2 separate regions of the Mus musculus genome follow, and region 1 is linked to region 2. Evidence: chromatin contacts called from public promoter capture Hi-C data. All regions are on one chromosome and are shown on one strand. The core of a region is the stretch at or near the end of the contact, and the rest is flanking DNA. Distances in the headings are between cores, read along the strand shown.

Region 1 (5,374 bases), core at 551-3,050, 2.9 Mb before region 2:
ACGTCTTTCAAGTAGGTGCCTTGGGAAGTTTCAGTCCAGCCAGCCAGCCAGCCAGCCAGCCATCCATCCAACCATTCATTCACTGAGCACAGGTTATGTGGCAGGCACTGTTCTAGGTCCCAGAGGGGTTACATTATGAGCAAATTAGACAAAACTCCTGACCTCATAAAGTTATACTTTGTGGAAGAGTCCATAAAACATCAAGTCAAGCTGGGCGTGGTGGCGCGCGCCTTTAATCCCAGCACTCGGGAGGCAGAGGCAGGCGGATTTCTGAGTTCGAGGCCAGCCTGGTCTACAAAGTGAGCTCCAAGACAGCCAGGGATATACAGAGAAACCCTGTCTCGAAAAAACCAAAAACAAAAACAAAAACAAAAAACCAAAAACAAAAAAACATCAAGTCAAACAAGGTAAGGGGGATGGAGTTCCTCTTGACACAGAATAGTCCCCAAAGCTTTTCTGATGGCATCAGACCTCAGATGCCTCGGGTTCTGCCTTCCAGACAGAGGGGAAGGTCAGTACAAAGTTTTTGAGGTAGGCACTGTGATTGGGACAGGAACAGAGGGGTGTGAAGGTGTGAATGGAGGAAGGGGGCAGATTATAGATAAGGACAAGAGAGGTGGGGCTGGCTGGGGACAGGCCTGCAGGGTCTCCCCCTGGTGATTTCAGCTGAAGACGAGATCTTTGGGCGCTAGGAGGAGGGGAATGAAACTAAAAATGTCCGAGTGGCACATTCTCAGAACTTGGGCATCTGGATACCCAAGACGTGCAAGTGGCTAGATCTGCTAGCGTCGGCATCCCCAGCTGTCAGAACTACCCTGTGTGGGACGCACGGGTAAACACCGACTGCCAGAGCCGATGTCTCAGAGTGGAGCAGGATGACACAAGGGGCTTGGAACCAGGAAGCCAGCCCCTGGAGCTAGCTTAGGGGCTCTTCACACAAGAGAGCCTCGACAGCCTTCGAAAATGGAAACCCTACCCCGCACCTCCGTCTCATTTCCTCACCTGGGCAACCAGAGGCCTGAAGAGGAGTGTGATCTTCTGCAGGGTTACTACTGAGTGGAAAAGCCCGCTAAAGACTCAGACTTGGAACGAAGCCAGGGATGACTGTTTTCTTAGGACAGGGGTCGGACACCCAGGGTGATATTGGGAGTGCCTTCTGGGCAGATCATGAGGGTGAGATGCAAAATGTGTGCCGAGGGGAGTCGGATCCTTCTATTTCATCCTGACTCAACCCGTCAGCTGAGGCCAGCACCAGGGCCGGGGACAGCTCCCCACGAGCTTGCTCCTTCTCACACTGGGCGGGGCGACCCAATCCAGCGCCCAGCGCGCACCCCCAACACGCGATCTCGATGACCCCCCCTCCACCCCATTGCACCGGGTCCTCCGGGTCAGGATGCCCCAGTTGCCTCCAAAGCGCGGGGGGGAGGGGAAGGATTCCTTTGTCTCCTTCCCGGCTTCCCGGCTCTCCCTCGAGCCCGCTCGCGGAAGATGGAGACCCTAGGAGGACCCCACGCGGTTTTCTGTGCCCCACACCAGGCCGGAGCCTCTCCATACTCACTGCAGTGGGCGAAGACCGGCAGGACCTGCCCCATGGCCCCCCTCGGGCCTGCATCGGGACCCCCGCCCACTCCGGCCGCGCCGCCCTGGGCCTGGGGCCACGGGCGCTCATCTCCGCCGCGTCGACGACGCCGCCGCCATCCTCCCGGGCTGCTTTAGCAGCCGCCGCCGCCACCGCCGCCACCGCCGCCGCCCTCTGCTCCACTCCGCGGGGGAGGGCGGGGCCGCAGAGGAGCAAGCACTGCAGCGCGGGGGCCTGGGGCGGGGCCTAGAATTGAAGGCGGGGCTTGAGGACCTGGAGGGAGGGACCTCCGTTTTAATGGGAGGCGTCTGGGTTTCGGAGAGCGGGGCCTTTAGGAATGGGGCGGGGCTTGAGCGGTGTGCAGCGCGGGAGAGAGTGCCCAGAATATGCATACTCCGATGTAAGGGTGTTGGGGCAGTTTTAGAGATGGCACTGAGAGAGGGTGGGATATGATGTTCTGGGGTAGAGTCTGAGGCTAGACTTGGAGATGGCGTGGAAAAAGGGGGTGGGGAAAAGAACTAAAACTTAAAACTTATTTTCTGCCAGGCTATGGTGGTGTACACCTTTACCGGCGCTTGGGAGGCAGAGGCAGACAGATCTCTGTGAGTTCAAGGCCAGCCTGGTTTACAGAGCGAGTTCCAGGACAGCCAGAAACCCTGTCTCAAAACAAATAAACAAAACTCGTTTTTTTCTTTTTTAAAAAAAGGTTTGTTTATTTATTTTATGTATGTGAGTACACTGTAGCTGTCTTCAGACACACCAGAAGAGGGCATCAGATCCCAGTACAGATGGTTGTGAGCCACCATGTGGTTGCTGGGAATTGAACTCTAGACCTCTGGAAGAGCAGACAGTGCTCTTAACCACTGAGCTGTCTATCCACCCCTCCCCAACTTATTTTCTTTAAAGATTTGTTTGTTTGTTTATTATGTACAGTGTTCTGCCTGTATATATGCCTGTATGCCAGAAGAGGGCGCCAGATCCTCTCATTGTATATGGTTGTGAGCCACCATGTGATTTCTGGGAATTGAACTCAGGGCCATCTCTCCAGCCCTAACATTTAGTTTTACAATTATTTGTGTGTGTGTGTGTGTGTGTGTGTGTGTGTGTGTGTGTGTGTGTGTATCCTGTGGAGCATATAAGCAGGTCACTCTGCTCCAGTCACACGTTCATACCCAGCAAGCTTACTCTTCAGAGTAGGAGCTTTGGGAAGTTTCCGTTCATTCATCCTTTCAATAGTCGTCTATAGAGCATGTGTGGTAAGACAGGTACGTAGGCCCCAGCGGGATACCGATAAACAAGTGAGACAAAACTCCTATTCTATCCTGCCTCTGCCATATCATCAACACCTCTTATGGGCAGTTGTGGCCAGCACCAGGTCCCAGAATTCCCTCTTTCTACCATGTGGGTTTGGGGGATGGAATTCAGGTCACCAGGCAAAGGGCTTTTACTCCATTGAGCCTCCTTGCCCAACCCAAAGCACTCAAAACTTTTAAGGCTCAGAGAGGAGCTTAGACATGGGTGGGGTTGAGGCAACAGCATAGAATGATGTAATAGATGGGATCTGAGCTACAGATGTGGTCTGGAAAGGCAGCGTGTGAGGTTGGTAAAATGACCGTGAGCAGGAGATAGGACAGCTTTGATTTTTAAGCTATTGTTATTATAGTTAAGTTGGTTTTTGTTGTTGTTGCTTTGTTTTGTATTTAAGACAGGGCTTTATGCAGCCTAAAATGGCTTTCAACTCCTGATCCTCTTTCTCCCACCCCAAGTGCTGGGATTACAGGCCTGTAATACCATGTCTGGCTTGGAGGCCATCTTTGATCAGAAAACACCCAAAAGGCAGAAGCAGGAAAATCAAGGAGTTCTAGGCCAGCCTTGGATACAATAGTGTTTGAGTCCAGCCTGGGCTACATGAGGATCTGTCTCAAACAAACCACAACCAAACAAAAGGGCTTGGGAGGTGGCGCTCAGCCCACATAGGTGTAGAGCTTTGGTTTAGGCAGTCTACGGTCAGAGGAGGTCCTTTAGTCCAAGACGTGGGTTCTAGAGTTGAAGTCTCTGCCACTGAGCTGAGTCCCAGGAGATCTGACACCGTTTTCTGACCTCCAAGCACACATATGGTACATATGCATGAAGGCGGAACACCCATACACATAAAATAAATAAATTTAAAAATAACCTATAAGAAAAAAAGCCAGTTAGGGTGGATAGGCAGATCTCTGAGTTTGAGAGCCTGGTTTACATAGAGATTTCCTAGCCAACCAAGGCTACATAGTGAGACAATGTCTCAAAAACCGATAACAACAAAAACAACAACAACAGTATTACTATTATTATCCATGTAAAATAGTGTGTGCGTGACCTAAGATAGAGCTCAGTGGGTAAAGGCAATTGCTACCAAACCTGATCTGAGTTCGAGCCCCAGGACACACAAGGTAGAATAGGAAAACTGACTCTCACAAATTGCCCTCCGATCTCCACACGCATTAAATGAGTGTAATAAACTTTTAAATAATGTGTTATACCTGTAAAATAGATTGCAAATAACTTGCTTTTATTCGCCAAGCTCAATCAGCCCCTGACCCAGAAAGTGTGGGGAAAGAAAAGAAATATTATATATGTATATTTTTTTCTTTACATATATTTTACATATACATTACAATATATTTCTTCTACACTAAGAGATATATATATCTCTTAGTGACCCGACTTCAGGCCAGGTCAAGGGATAGGAAAGAGATTTACTTGGTTTAAAGTCTCACAGAAAAGAGATTAGGGAAGGCGGGGACAATGAGGGAACCTTCCTGATCTCCTGGCCGGAGGATGGCGGCCTTTGTCCGCCTGCTGGAGCGACTCGGATGGGCCGCTCGAGCTCAGCAGGTGGTGGAGCAAGAGGTGGAGGAGGAGTGCAGCGTGCCTGGTGCGTCTGGGAGTCTCCTGGCTGCGCCCCGGTGTTGGCAGAGGCTGCACAGGGGTGCAGCGGCCACATCCGGCCTGCGCTTCGGGGCGAGCGCCGTTCAGGGCTGGCGCGCACGCATGGAGGACGCGCACTGCGCTCGGCTGGCTTTGCCCGGGCTGCCATCAGGATGGGCTTTTTTCGCCGTCTTGGATGGCCATGGAGGAGCTCGGGCCGCGCGCTTCGGAGCTCGCCACCTCCCAGGTTACGTGCTGGGGGAACTAGGTCCTGCGCCCCAGGAGCCCGACGGCGTGCGCCAGGCTCTTCGTAGCGCCTTCCTCCAAGCAGACGCGCAGCTGAGCGCTCTCTGGCCCCGCGGCGACCCCGGTGGCTCAACGGCTGTGGCTCTGCTCGTGTCCCCGCGATTCCTCTACCTGGCACACTGCGGGGACTCGCGCGCGCTTCTGAGTCGCTCGGGCTCTGTGGCCTTCTGCACCGAGGACCATCGTCCCCACCGGCCTCGGGAACGCGAGCGCATCCACGACGCCGGTGGCACAGTCCGTCGACGGCGCGTGGAGGGGTCCCTGGCCGTGTCGCGAGCCCTAGGTGACTTCGCCTACAAGCAGGCACCGGGGAGGCCTCCTGAGCTGCAGCTCGTGTCCGCTGAGCCCGAGGTGGCTGCGCTGGCACGCCAGGATGAGGACGAGTTCGTTCTCCTGGCTTCTGATGGCGTGTGGGACGCTCTGTCTGGTGCTGATCTGGCGGGGCTAGTGACGTCGCGCCTGCGTCTGGGCCTGGATCTGGAGCTACTCTGTGCGCAGCTGTTGGACACATGTCTGTGCAAGGTCCTGGGGCCACTGCATTTGGGAAGAAGGGGTTTCATTGATAAAGAGTGGGGCTGA
Region 2 (5,269 bases), core at 2,519-5,018:
TTTTGTTGTTTTTTCAAGGCATGGTTTCTCTGTTTGGCTATACTGTAACTCTGTAGACCAGGCTAGCTTCCAACTCAGAGATCCACCTACCTCTGCCTACTGAGTGCCATGCCTGCTCAGCTTGTGGGTTCAGAATTTTAGGAGACATGTAGACCCCATCTTTGGAGGCAGTGGTGTCAACTGAAGCCCAAAGCACGCAATGTTGTGGACAGAGTGCATCACATGGGTATCCCACCTCCCGAACTTGAGGGTTGGAACTCACATGCTGTCCAGGGAAAGTGTGCTTGTGTTAAATGCTTGTTCCTTAGCTTGTACTTGCATGTTGAGTGATGGAGAGAGAGTGCCTGCTAGTTAAATGGGTAGTCCTTTGGGCACATTTAACCTGCCTTGAAAAGCTCCACGGTTCAGAGCCTACTGTGGAGCAGACAGACCTTATGCCTTGTTTGGAACATGAAGCTGCAGAGCCTAATTCTCACATGACAAGACCTGCAGTGTTTTTACTTACTACCGTTTTCAAGAGAAAGATGGCAGACGGTATTTATAAAACTATGAGCTGAATATATGGCCACGATTCATTATATTTTTATTCTCTTGCTTGCTCTCTCATCTCAATCTCTCAAACAGCATCTGAATCCTACCTTGCCACTGAGTGATACAGTTGGGCACAGCTTCCTGCTAAGCAGTGCTCCTATTGTTCAGCCTCTCCAGCAAGTCATTGGTATTTCTCTGGCCCACAAGTTTCTTGGCTGGTGCACACCTTAATCCCAGCATCTGGGAAGCAGAGGCAGGTAGACCTCTGAGTTCAAGGCTAGCCTGATCTACAGAGTGAGTTCCAGGACAGCCAGGGCTACACAGAAAAACCCTGTCTCGAAAACCAGTGGGGGAGGGGGACAACGACGACAACCTTTGAAAGGGGCAAATGTGTTCTCGCCATCTCCTACCCTAGCCACCCAGCAGCTTTAGAAAGGTCTGATTCTAGGAGTGCAATGAATTGCACAGTTAAAACAAGAGCAGGCTGGGCTACTCTTAACATGAAATTTCCACAGCACAAGGAGGAATTAGGTTTGGCTCTTTAGTTTTTGATTCTTCAAGAATGTTTGCAAAGCAGTCTCTTTGGCTTATGGGAGCTTGCTTATGCTAGGCAGTTTACTTACGTTCTTTTCCCATTATCACATCAGGGACAGCTAGTTTAAAAATGGCTAACTGATTTATCAGATCTCTCCAGGGACCGTGATGAGATTTGAGCTCAGGCCTCATTGATTCAAAAACTTTTTTGCTCTATTTTGGTTGTATATTTGTTTTGTTTATCAAGGCAGGATTTCTCTGTAGCCTTGGAACTCACTCTGTAGACAAGGCTGTACTTGAACTCAGCCTTTTGCTCATTACATTCCAGTGATGTGACTTTCAAACTTGGCTTCCTCCCATTGTCTCTTCTAGAGAGAAAACCAAAGTTGCCAAAGTAAGCCAAGGAGTGGAAGATGGACCTGAGGCCAAGAGAGCAAAGCTTGATTCATCAGAGACAACCATGGTCAAAAAGGTAAGCGAGAGAGCTGAGGTTGGAAACCCTGGGGCCTCGTAACTGCAAATGAGGGAAGCCTGGAAGAGGAAGTTCGAGAGTGGGTATAGCTACTGCTGATTCCAGGCAGCTCTCTCCTCCCGAGAAAATGGGTTTATATTCCAGATCCTTCACTGTTCTGACAGCCTCTCAAATGATCAAGTACTCTTGTGCTGCAGCACCGTGGTAGCCAGATGACAAGCTTGTGTAACTGATTTGGCATAAAAGCCATCAGTTTTGACTTCTAGTGTCACATGTGTCATGTGACAGTGACGTATGAGACTGGAAGTGGGTCTTAGACCTGAGTGTGGAGTTAGACAGTTGTGAGCCACAGTGTGACTTGAGATGCTCAGTAATAAAGTGTTTCCTGTACAAGCGCGCTGAGCAAGTCACCCCAGACGGCTTGTGCCTGTGTGACAGTGCCCGGGAGGGAGACGAGCGGTCAGTGTAGTGAGCACCAGGTTCAGTAAGAGCTCCTGTCTCAGAAAGGTAAAGAGCTGGGCTGGCACTGGTTATTGTAGAGGAGGATCTGTGTTCCCGTGGCAGTAAGCCCAGCGTGGTGACTCAGGCCTTATCATCTCAGCATTTAGGAAGTGGAGACTAAGGATCAGAAGTTCAAAGCTCCAGTTCCAGGTTAGCTTGGGCTACCTGAGACTTTGTCCCCAAACCAACAGAAAGGTCTTTAATATGTGGATAGTAATTGCTGGTGTTGTGTGGGTCTCCCCCCCCCCCCCCAAAAAAAAACAAAACAAAACAAAACAAAAAACCATTGGGCGTAGAACCTGGGGACTTAGACATGTGTTTGGGTCTAGTGCAGTGTTTAATCTCATTTTAGAGAAAGCAGTTAGGAAAGCAAACAGAAGGCAATGGTTTCTTTAGCCGGTGTTAGACAAGAAAATCTTGTACTAGGGAAAGCAATTTGAAGTGGCTGGTATTGGTTTCACAAAACTGAGAAATAATGGGACCAAACCCATATTTAAGGAAAGCCGTTGGTTGGAACATTCATTTAAAGTTTCATTGAGGGTTAGAGGTTCTGTGCAGGTTCCACAGCACTGGGACTAAGTTTTCTAGCAAGACAAAACTGCATTTTCTGTCCCTTACTTTTGTGTTTGTGTTGGGATAGCTTTATCTGTGAGCCTGATGCCGAGGAATTATTAAGCTCTAATTTTAGTGTCTATTCACAGGACTGTAATTACCCGGAGTGAACAAACCTGGAGTCCTTTCTTTTTGAGGCCCAGTCAGGCTTTCTCTGCTGGGTTGCCTGAGTTTGGTGGGGAGAGACATTGTTAACAAATGGAGGAACACAAAAGGAGCTTTGTGGGCGGCTCTGTCAGTTTATAAATCACACCCTCTTACAAGTGTGACACTTGGCCCTGGTGTGAAGGGTTTTATGGCTTAAGGGCCTTCTCTGATTGAGGCCCACATTTTGCATTCATATGGAAAAAGCCCTTGCTTTGTTAGCCATTCACAGCTGGAAGTTTCCCTGGAATCCCTTCTGATGATGCCCACTAGGGTGGATATGGAAGCTTCATTTGGGAGCCACTTTTCTGTCACTATGAGGAGAATGTGGGGACCCCAGGCCAGTACTTGGCAGTCTTGGTGTGCCATTCCTGAGCGCTCTGCCGGCACTTTGCCCTTTGTGCAATGTCTTCCTTACAGAGGGCAGAAATTGAAGATATCAAAATATTCCCCAGCTGACATTGTTAGTCAGCTGTTACAATGGGACTATTCAGCTGGGATTCCAACCCTGAGCTCTTGAGGGCGCACAGCATGCAGCACATTCCTTCTGACAATCCCCTGGATTCCAGACCTTGGCTTTGTGTCTCACCAAGAACACAGGGCAAGGACAGGGTGTGGCAGTGTTTGGCCTTGTGGCTTTGCCACCTGGTAGTAACAACTTCTCTATTTGGAGAGAGAGGGCCTTGGGATTTTATTTTACTTATTTATAATTTTTTTGAGTGTGTCAGTCCTGGCTGACCTGGAACTCAGAATGAAGACCAGGCTCACCCAATATCTTCCTGACACCAGGCCAAGTGGCCCTGTGATTTTGAAGTTTTGTCTAGTTAAATTCCTTCACCCAGATTTTAAGGTTTCCTAAATTGTACAGAATAAGTAGTTGGGTTCTATTCAGATTGCAAGATGGGGTGAGGGAAGCAGCTACTTCCTGTTTCCTGTGAAAGGTGTCTGTCAGAGTCCCCCTCTCCTCCCACTTGTCCTAGGTTCAATCAGTTGTTGTAAAACCACTTTGGGTTCAAGGTACATGGTGTGCTCCTAAATTAGAAACATCAGAAAACAAAGAGGAAAAACAGAGCTTGTGGTTTTCACACATCTAGGAAGTTGGGTCTTTTTAACACACGTAAGCCTGTGATAAATAGGGCAGTAGGAGAGGCCCAACTGGAGGCAGCTGGCACTTGGGTTTGTTAGCATCTTTTTGGTACTTTGGTTTTTAAGTTGCATGTGTTTACTTTGTGTGTGTCTGTGTCTGGGGCCTGTTAAGTATTACAGGCAGTTCTTTTACCACTGAGGTACAACTCCATGTACCCTTTAGAGTTTAGTTCCTGGGCTGGTTGGATGGGTAAAGGGACTTGTCACCCAACCACATCATCCAAGTTCAGGACACACATGGTGGGAGAATCAGCTCTTAGAAGTTGGCCCCTGACCTCTGTGAATGTATGTGTACACACACAATAAATGAATAAATAAATGTGCTTTTAAAATACTAGGTTTTAGTCGTTGAGATTAGGAAAGTTTTGTTTATTGCCTTATTCTTAGGCCAGCGCTTAGCACATAGTCAGGAAATAAAGTTCAGTGTAATGGCATTTCCTGCAGCAGAAAATGACCACCCTGAAGGAGATCTTTGTCGTTTTAAACCTACATCATGGAATTAACTGTGGGATGAACTAAATGACTTAGCTTTACAGCACATTAGTTTTCATAGATCAGTTACTTGATCTGAGAGAACAGAATTCCAAAGATAAGAAACTTGCTCAGAGCTGAGCAGTGGGGGTGCACGCCTTGAATCCCAGCACTTGGGAGGCAGAGGCAGGTGGATTTCTGAGTTTGAGGCCAGCCTGGTCTACAAAGTGAGTTCCAGGAAAGCCAGGGCTATACAGAGAAACCCTGTCTTAAAAAAAAAAAAAAACCCCAAAAACAAAACAACAACAAAAAAAAAAACCAAACAAACAAAAAATAGATTGCTTGGTTTAGAGCTGCTGTCGCCAACTTTTTCAGGTGTCGAATGACTTGACAGGCTGGCTGTTGAAAAACACAGATATTTACATTATGACTAGTAACAGTAGCCAAATTATAGTTCAGAAGTAGCAAAGTAGTAGTTATATGGCCAGACAGTCATGTGCACACCTTTAATCTCAGCACTGGGGAAGCAGAGGCAGGCAGATCCCTTGAGTTCAACAACAGCCTGGTCCACAGAGCTGAGATCCAGGTCTGCCAAGGCTCCTCAGAGAAACCCTGTCTTGAAAACAGAGAGGGAGAGGGAGAGAGAGAGAGAATATTTTCTGGCTGGCTGGCACAGTCTGAGGAAGGCTTGCAGCATTAGGAAGGTTGATGACTTAGAGACAGGAAACGCACTGGTCTATACAGAGTGTTTGGTTGGATACTGGGGTCAGGGTTTCCAGGGAAGATGGTTGGCTGAGATGGAGAATGATGTCTTGCCTTATGGGGAAGTTTTTCACTTTCAATGACATGAGCACAGAG

What was found. Promoter capture Hi-C pulls out the DNA fragments that hold promoters and counts their contacts.
Region 1: a promoter capture Hi-C map of liver shows a contact between it and region 2, with 4 times the contacts expected there. The contact joins the promoter of Rtn2 here to the enhancer-like site in region 2. A contact is called at or near these places in 3 of 39 promoter capture datasets (cranial neural crest and liver).

Annotation. Positions count from the first base shown.
Region 1 is chr7:19,279,050-19,284,423 of GRCm38.p6, reverse strand. It overlaps Rtn2 (reticulon 2 (Z-band associated protein)), which reads right to left and starts at 1,800. Exons shown (of 10, transcript NM_013648.6): 1 at 1,559-1,800. The coding sequence starts at 1,592. It overlaps Ppm1n (protein phosphatase, Mg2+/Mn2+ dependent, 1N (putative)), which reads left to right and starts at 4,375. Exons shown (of 5, transcript NM_177691.3): 1 at 4,375-5,317. The coding sequence starts at 4,400.
Region 2 is chr7:16,363,075-16,368,343 of GRCm38.p6, reverse strand. It overlaps Sae1 (SUMO1 activating enzyme subunit 1), which reads left to right. Exons shown (of 9, transcript NM_019748.3): 5 at 1,438-1,537. Among named protein-coding and RNA genes, the nearest start is that of Sae1, 22 kb to the left of the region's middle. Within about 2 kb of position 3,768, at least 149 of the 459 cell types and tissues checked have an H3K27ac peak or open chromatin away from gene starts, as enhancers often do. A contact at or near this core is called in liver, where this site is marked.